2 separate regions of the Canis lupus genome follow, and region 1 is linked to region 2. The links are chromatin contacts, called in public Hi-C maps. All regions are on one chromosome and are shown on one strand. The core of a region is the stretch at or near the end of the contact, and the rest is flanking DNA. Distances in the headings are between cores, read along the strand shown. Region 1 has its middle 230 kb from the start of CLINT1. Region 2 holds the start of EBF1 (transcription factor COE1).

What was found. A called contact is a pair of places that touch in the nucleus more often than the background predicts.
Region 1: a contact with region 2 is called in a Hi-C map of amygdala, with 7 times the contacts expected there. The contact joins the enhancer-like site here to the promoter of EBF1 in region 2. A contact is called at or near these places in 3 of 9 Hi-C or Micro-C datasets (amygdala, blood and skin fibroblasts).

Annotation. Positions count from the first base shown.
Region 1 is chr4:53,102,776-53,106,076 of UU_Cfam_GSD_1.0, forward strand. No RefSeq gene overlaps it. Among named protein-coding and RNA genes, the nearest start is that of CLINT1, 230 kb to the right of the region's middle. Within about 2 kb of position 1,271, at least 6 of the 20 cell types and tissues checked have an H3K27ac peak or open chromatin away from gene starts, as enhancers often do.
Region 2 is chr4:52,258,126-52,261,450 of UU_Cfam_GSD_1.0, forward strand. It overlaps EBF1 (transcription factor COE1), which reads left to right and starts at 1,443. Exons shown (of 17, transcript XM_038534891.1): 1 at 1,443-1,682. The coding sequence starts at 1,458. All of the region lies in intron 1 of LOC111095570 (a long non-coding RNA gene), which reads right to left.

The DNA of each region.
Region 1 (3,301 bases), core at 21-2,520, 840 kb after region 2:
TTGTTTTTTACAATCTTTTAAAAACATAAAAAATCATTCTTAGCTTGAGAGCTCCCTCTGACCTTGTTCTAGGCCCACAAACCTCGGAGTCATATTTAAAATGTCCCTTTCCCACCTCCTGTTCATCATAAAGATCTTTAGTTTGGGGGCTGCTTCTTAAAATACCCTTTACATTTTTTTCAGCTCCCCCAATCCCTAGTCCAGTTTCTTACTATCTCAGGCATGCTTTGGTCACTAAAATGGCCTCCACTACTCTTCAAAGCAGTACACATGTCGCTGCTAGATCTATCTTCACAGACCCTCGCTAAAATACCTTCAAAGCTAAGCCCCTTATTCTGCATTCAAGGACTGATACCCCAAAACACACCCCCCCCCCACACACACACACAGGGTTATCTGATCTTGAATAATAATACAAAGAACAACTAGCATTTAGTGAACATTATTATGAGCTAGCCACTCTGCTAGCTGCATGGATCATCTCCTTTAGGTGCCATCAGAGCCCTATGAGATCACTGTGACCATGAGCCCAATTGTACAGACGAGTAGCTGAGGTTCCTAGTTTACACAATAAAATGGTAAAAACTAGAAACCAAATTATGGCTGTCAGACTGCCAAGGCCTTCCCTTAACATCCATCCTGCATTGTCTTCAACACGTCCTCCCCCTGGCCTCCCACAGCCAGTCCCACCAAGAAACATCCTCAAAGGAACCATTGATTCTGGAGATGGCAAGCAGGTCACCTGCATGATACACACCTCAACTCTTAGCCCCCAAAGGGGAGCAATTGCCCTGGAAGAGTAGCTGGTGCCTCTGAACTTAGAGCACCATAAATCGAGCAGGAATGTCCCTCGGTACAGACAGCAGGTTCCATCTGATGTCCCCCATAGCAAGCTGCCAGCCACCAAGTGGGCAGCTCAGAGCAGCTGCATTTCAAAGCAGCAGACCAGGGCAAGCAACCAGTGTATGGACCAACCACTCCGCAATTTTCTTAAAAGCCACACTGTGTTTCCTGGACAATGGCCACAGGCCAAAACACACACATTCCAGGTTTTATGACTATAAGGTAAGCATTCTTTTAATGGTTCCTTCCCTGTTCCCTCACTCTCACTTGTGCTGAGTTTCGCTTCTCCCATGTCCTGGCTGCTCTGCTCTCTGCCTCCCTTGCTTCCACCCTTCTGCTTCAAAGCTTCCTTGCCACTGTCTCCTGCCTTGCTTTTCTGCAATGTCCACATCGCAGCGGTCTTCCCCTCCTTTCAGGCCCTTGGTCAGGTTCTCTCTAATGACTAGACTTCCTCTCCCTCTGTTTTCCTGTTTGCCTGGCACAGCCTGCTTCCCCTGCCTGTGCAGTTTCCCGGCTTTAGCACAGACTTGAAAGCTCCACTGCAGCTGCCTTGTCTTCCCCTTCCCCCCACCCCCTGGTCCACCCTTTCTCCTGCACCACAGCTCCTCTATATGGCCCTGCCCTTTCTTTCTGGACACCTGGTCCCTCATGTCCCTCTTGCCCTTCCCCACCCCCTTCACCCTTCACCTCTGGTCTTTGTTCCCTTGTCTCCTGTCTTTTCTCAGCCCTCCTCTCCCTCCTCTTGTGTCCCCTCCTGGTTTCCATCCCCCCCTTATCTTTGTTTTCCTTCCTTCTGGCTGCTGATAGAGTGGGAGTAGTTGCAGGCTGCGGCCCTGATTTCACATGCCGACCCGGATGAAGCCAGCCTGTCAGTCTAACGCTAACATTGCCCGTGGAAAGGGAGGCTCGGTCCTCACATGCAGTTTGCCCCCACAGATTGGAGCCAAGTGAGAAGGCTTCCAAGTAAAGAAAGCCACCAGGAATCTGAAGGGTCCAGCTTGGTGAACAGAATGGAGAAAGCATTGTCTTTTTCCAACCAATCTCATTCAAGTCAAGGTCAAAGACCAGAGCTGGGACATGTCATTTGTAAGTTGCAGTCTTGGGGCAGAAGCTCAGTGACACCATGCCAGCCCTCCTCACAATGCACACACACACACACACACACACACACACACACACTTCTTACTTTTTGGGGGAGCAAAAGGCCCTGTGACTTTTCAGATAGAGTGTGTGAAACACACACACTGCAATAAGAACTATAAAGGAAACTAGAACCACCACAAAAGGAGATGTTGCTGTCGGGAAAGGGTTGTGTTCCAGCCCCTCTACATCTTGTCCATCAGGTCTCCTCAACTTGGGTTGTTCCTGTTTCCTGGACTGAGCCCCGGTGGAGCAGAGCCGGTGTCTTTCCTTAGAGGACAGCGCCATCTAGCAGGTGAAATGCCAAACCCTTAGCTAGGAGCTGAGAAAAAAACTAACCTCCCAACCCCAGGCTCTCAGGCTCCCAGCTTCTCTTTCTGTCAGCCAGTGAAATCCCAAATGGTCTGGAATAACAAGTTAGCCCTTCACTTCGTTGGAGATTTGAGTCCATTTCCAACCATCCCTATTTCTCCAGTGCCTAACTTAGTTTCTGGTTTTGGTCTTTGTTCCTAGAAAAGGCAAGGAAGTTCTAGGTGAACCAACAAGCTCTCCCTGATGTTAGGGAACTCCGGGTGATTCCCCCTTAACAAACACAATAGAATGTTTTAAAGATACATCTGCAGAACTGCTCGGGCCACCTCTGGAATCCTGTGGCAATATTTGCTATTCTTTCCTTTTTTCCCAATTGTTTCTTCCTCCTTCCTTCCTTTCACATGTATTGAGTACATGCTGTATACCTGCCATTATGCTAAATTAATTAAGAAACAGCTCCTCACTCAAGCATCCCCCAGTCCAATGGACTCAGATGTTAGACTCTCAGATTTTCAGAATGTCTGACTTAGGACGGGATCTTTGTAATTCTAGCTATGCTAAGAGTCTAGGGAATAGAGGAGAGAAAACAGGCCTAAGACACCCTCCCTCCCCCAACACTTCTACCTCTATCAGAACAGCTTCACTTTTATTTAGATTTTACCTACTAAATGTCTGCCTAAATTTTTTTGAATAAAGAATTTTGATGCTTGTGAAGGAGTTTGAAAACATCTGCTTCAATATAAATCTCCCTCCACAGATGAGGAGATGAGATTCAGAGGAGCTCAAGGCTTACCCTAGCCCATAGAATTAGGGGAATAGTTATTCGCATTCTACTTTTCTAGCTCTTTGACAATGAAACCCCAAACTCAGTAGGTCTTCAAAGCCAGGCTTCTACAATGGGAATGAGGGCAAAGTAAATTGCTCTAATTATCTTGTATTTTTGTTTGCTTCTTTCATGCCAGATTCCATGTAGGCAAGGATGGTATATGAGTCTGCTAGGGCTGCC
Region 2 (3,325 bases), core at 193-2,692:
GGTACCATTTCAATCAAGGTATCTGATAAGTGCAGTGTTTTTCTAGCTCAACTCTCCTGGAGAAGAAAAAAAATTATATTGGCCGTGGTACACTTATTCGTAAATATATCAATGCCCACTCTGTGCCTGGTCCTGTCTTAAAGCCTGTGGCTATAAAGCCGAGTAAGTCTGCAAGGCATAGAGGTTAAAAAAAGAGAGAGAGAGAGAGATTAAGACATATCAGACAGGCAGACTTGGGTTGGGCTCTGCAAAGCAACCTTAGACAGGAACGGTCTAGCCTCATCTGGAAACTGGGGAATTTATATTGATGTTTACTCCACAGTTATGCTGGGAAAATTAAGCGAGATAATGAGTAAAGTGGGTGGCATAGCACATTGCATTCATGAGATGCTCCTTAGAGCATCCTTAGTGCATTCGTTAACACCAGGTTTTATTGTTATTATCGTTGCTAAGACGCAGAAAATACTGTAGGTGAGCTCCCTGATCAGGGAGGGGAAAGAGATACTTGAACAAGATTTCCTGTCCAATGTGATAAGAGCACCAGAGAAATCAGGGACCGGCACGAATGACTGCACAGGCCGGGTTTGCAAAGGTTTCGTGAAGGAAGTGAACTTTGGGCTCGTGCTTTTAGAGACAGCAGAATTTCTCCAGGTGGACCGGGGGGTGGGCATTCTGGTCGTGTCCGGACGCGCTCAGCGAGGTGTGTTTGCGGAATCTCAGGGCTCCAGCGGAGTGGAACGTTCCAGTGCGGGGGAAAGAGGAGCGGCGAGAGCGAATGGAAAACCAACCGGTACTGGGAATCTGGGGGGGCTGCGCCGGGAAAGGCTCTGCCCCGGGAGGCAGCGACGGGAGGGAGGCTGGGGATCGCGAGGTGGCGCTGTGGCTCCATGTAAGGGAGGACTCGGCGGCGCGCGGGCGGCCTCCGAGAGGCGGGGAGGGCTGTGTCGGTGGCTGTGGCACCATCTTCATCAGCCACCAAGTCGTGACGGTGATGGAGATGATACAAACATAAGCAAATAACCCGGAAGCGGTCTCTTTCGGGACACACGGCATCAATAATCAGAAACTGTCCGCGAGGAACAATTAGGAGCTGGGAGCTGCCCAGCAGGGACCCCTGCGAGCGCGGTCCCGGTAATTGGCGCGCCCGGGTGGGAACCGGCCTCTCCAGCCCGCAGCCGGGCCGGGCGCTCACCCTCCGCGCCGGGCGCGCCCCGTGGAAGGCTCCCCGCTCCCCGCAGGCGCAAGGAGCAGCAGTGTCGCCTCCCGCCTTGGGGAGCCCGGTCCGCACACCTGCCTGCGCCTTTCCTTTCCTCTCACGGGACCTGAGATTTTGGGGACTTCTTGGCTAGGTTTCACATGCACACATGGACAAACGAACCACGTGTGAGCTCAGGCTCGCACAAAAGTGTACGATGCTCCTGCACACATAGTGTTCCTCGACACGCACACCCACTCACATGTATGACACACGTCTCCACGTAACACATGCACCCACTCTACACAGGCTCACGTGTACTCACGCTTGCGTGCAACAATCCTGCTCGACCAAGTGCGCGCTCTCCCTGGCACACTCGCACTACCCAGGCCCACAAATATGCAGCCACTCTTTATACAAAGTTGCACGCTCACATCACCCTCATCTCGCATCTCGACGGCCGACAAAGACCTCGAAGGGTCGAACGGTGAGTAAATAACTAATGGAGTGTGCTTCAGAGAACATGCAAGTGCGAACTTTCTGTGACCCGGGCATCTCGAGCTCCTCTGCTAAACTTCCCTTTCCTTATCCTACCTTCCGGGAGCAAGTAGGCCTGCGTCTCCCTCCCTCCGCCAAAACCTCGCAGGCCTCAGTTTCTTCTTTTTGAGTCTGCACTACTGAAGAGATGCTAATTTCTAAACAATCCGGTTGCTCCCTTCTCGATTCCTGGGCCCCCTTTCCGCAGCAGGGGCGGGGGCCCTTCGCTGATCCTACTCCAAGCGAGACGGTAGGAGGTTGGTGGGGGAAGGGCCAAGGGCGGGGTATGGGGCGCGCCCCAGGATAGCCTGGGATTAGGAGACCCTTTCCCGCGGTGTCCCCCACTGTACTCCCCGGCTCAGTATAATTTTAGTTTTTCGCTGTCTACGGTCAGGCTAAGGCCACATGGTCTTCCTCTATTAAAGCGCATTCGCGGGTGTACAGATCTTTGCCCTCTGATGGGCGTCGCAGGCATCCCCGAAAAGTCTTGTTTAGTCAGGAGGAATTAGACGACTCTGCAGGCGCCAGGAGCTCTAAGACGTCAGCTGGGACTGGGAGAAGCGGCTGACTGGAGGTCACATAGCGCTCGCGGCAGGGCCAGGGCTGGGGTTAGCAGCACCCTGGTGTGCCCTGTCTGGGACTGCCCGGAGACACGCGTGCGGGTGTCTGCCCGAGGGGATGCGCTCCCAGGGTAGCACTGGAACTTTTCAGGACAGGTTTCCCCTCCTCCGTCCCTTCGGCTGCCTGCCCTCGGAAAGCAACCAGCGCCCAAGCTCCTTTGTCATGCGGGTTACCCGGGGGCTCGAGGGCCGTGGAGATCTGCCCTGGAGGCGGGGCGGGGTTGGCGGGGGGCGGGGGGGGGGCAAGGGCGCACCAGGGCAAACTCCAGAGATAAAGTGCCACCGCGGCTGGGTGGCTGGTTTGGATCCTAGGCCAAGGGCACAGACTGGGGAAATCTGGGCTCGGCGTCTTTATTTGCAGTGAGGCTGGACAGGTGGTTTCTTTTCAAACATGAGACGTCAGTTTCCTCACCTGTAAAATGGGGGGTGGGGGTGGGATCTTACCTGCCTTCTTTGTCTTGTGGGAATTCAGTGAGTTTATGCCCGTAAAGCCTTCAACAAATGTTATCTATTATTATCTGGGGACCGCCCCAGGGGAAACCCGAGAGAGTCCGCAGGCTGGATCCGGGAAAGATTTGTTCGAGCTTCTCGCCCCAAACCCTTGTCCTAGCCGTCCGTGGGTGTCTTTGTTCCTCTCTAGGCTCAGTTTCCCTGTCTGCACTCGTGGGGAGACGCGGGCTCCCGGGGACTGGAGCTGTCCGTCTGGCTGGGCGAGCAAGCCCGGCCGCCTCTGCAGCACGGGGGGGTCTGTAAGAGGAATCGGGGTCCGCGGGAATGCCCCTTCCCCCTCTGCGGCTCGCCGGCGAAGGCCGGGGGCCTGGAGGCAGGACAGACGGATGGCCGGTGGCACCGCGGCCTGCTGCTCTCCGCCGCTCTCCCAGGGCAGCAGGGAAAGGTCTCCGAGGGTAGCGGCAGGTTCCGCGCGCGGGTGGCGGGGCCACTCCGGTCGGCCTCCGGCTGCGCCTCGGGAGCC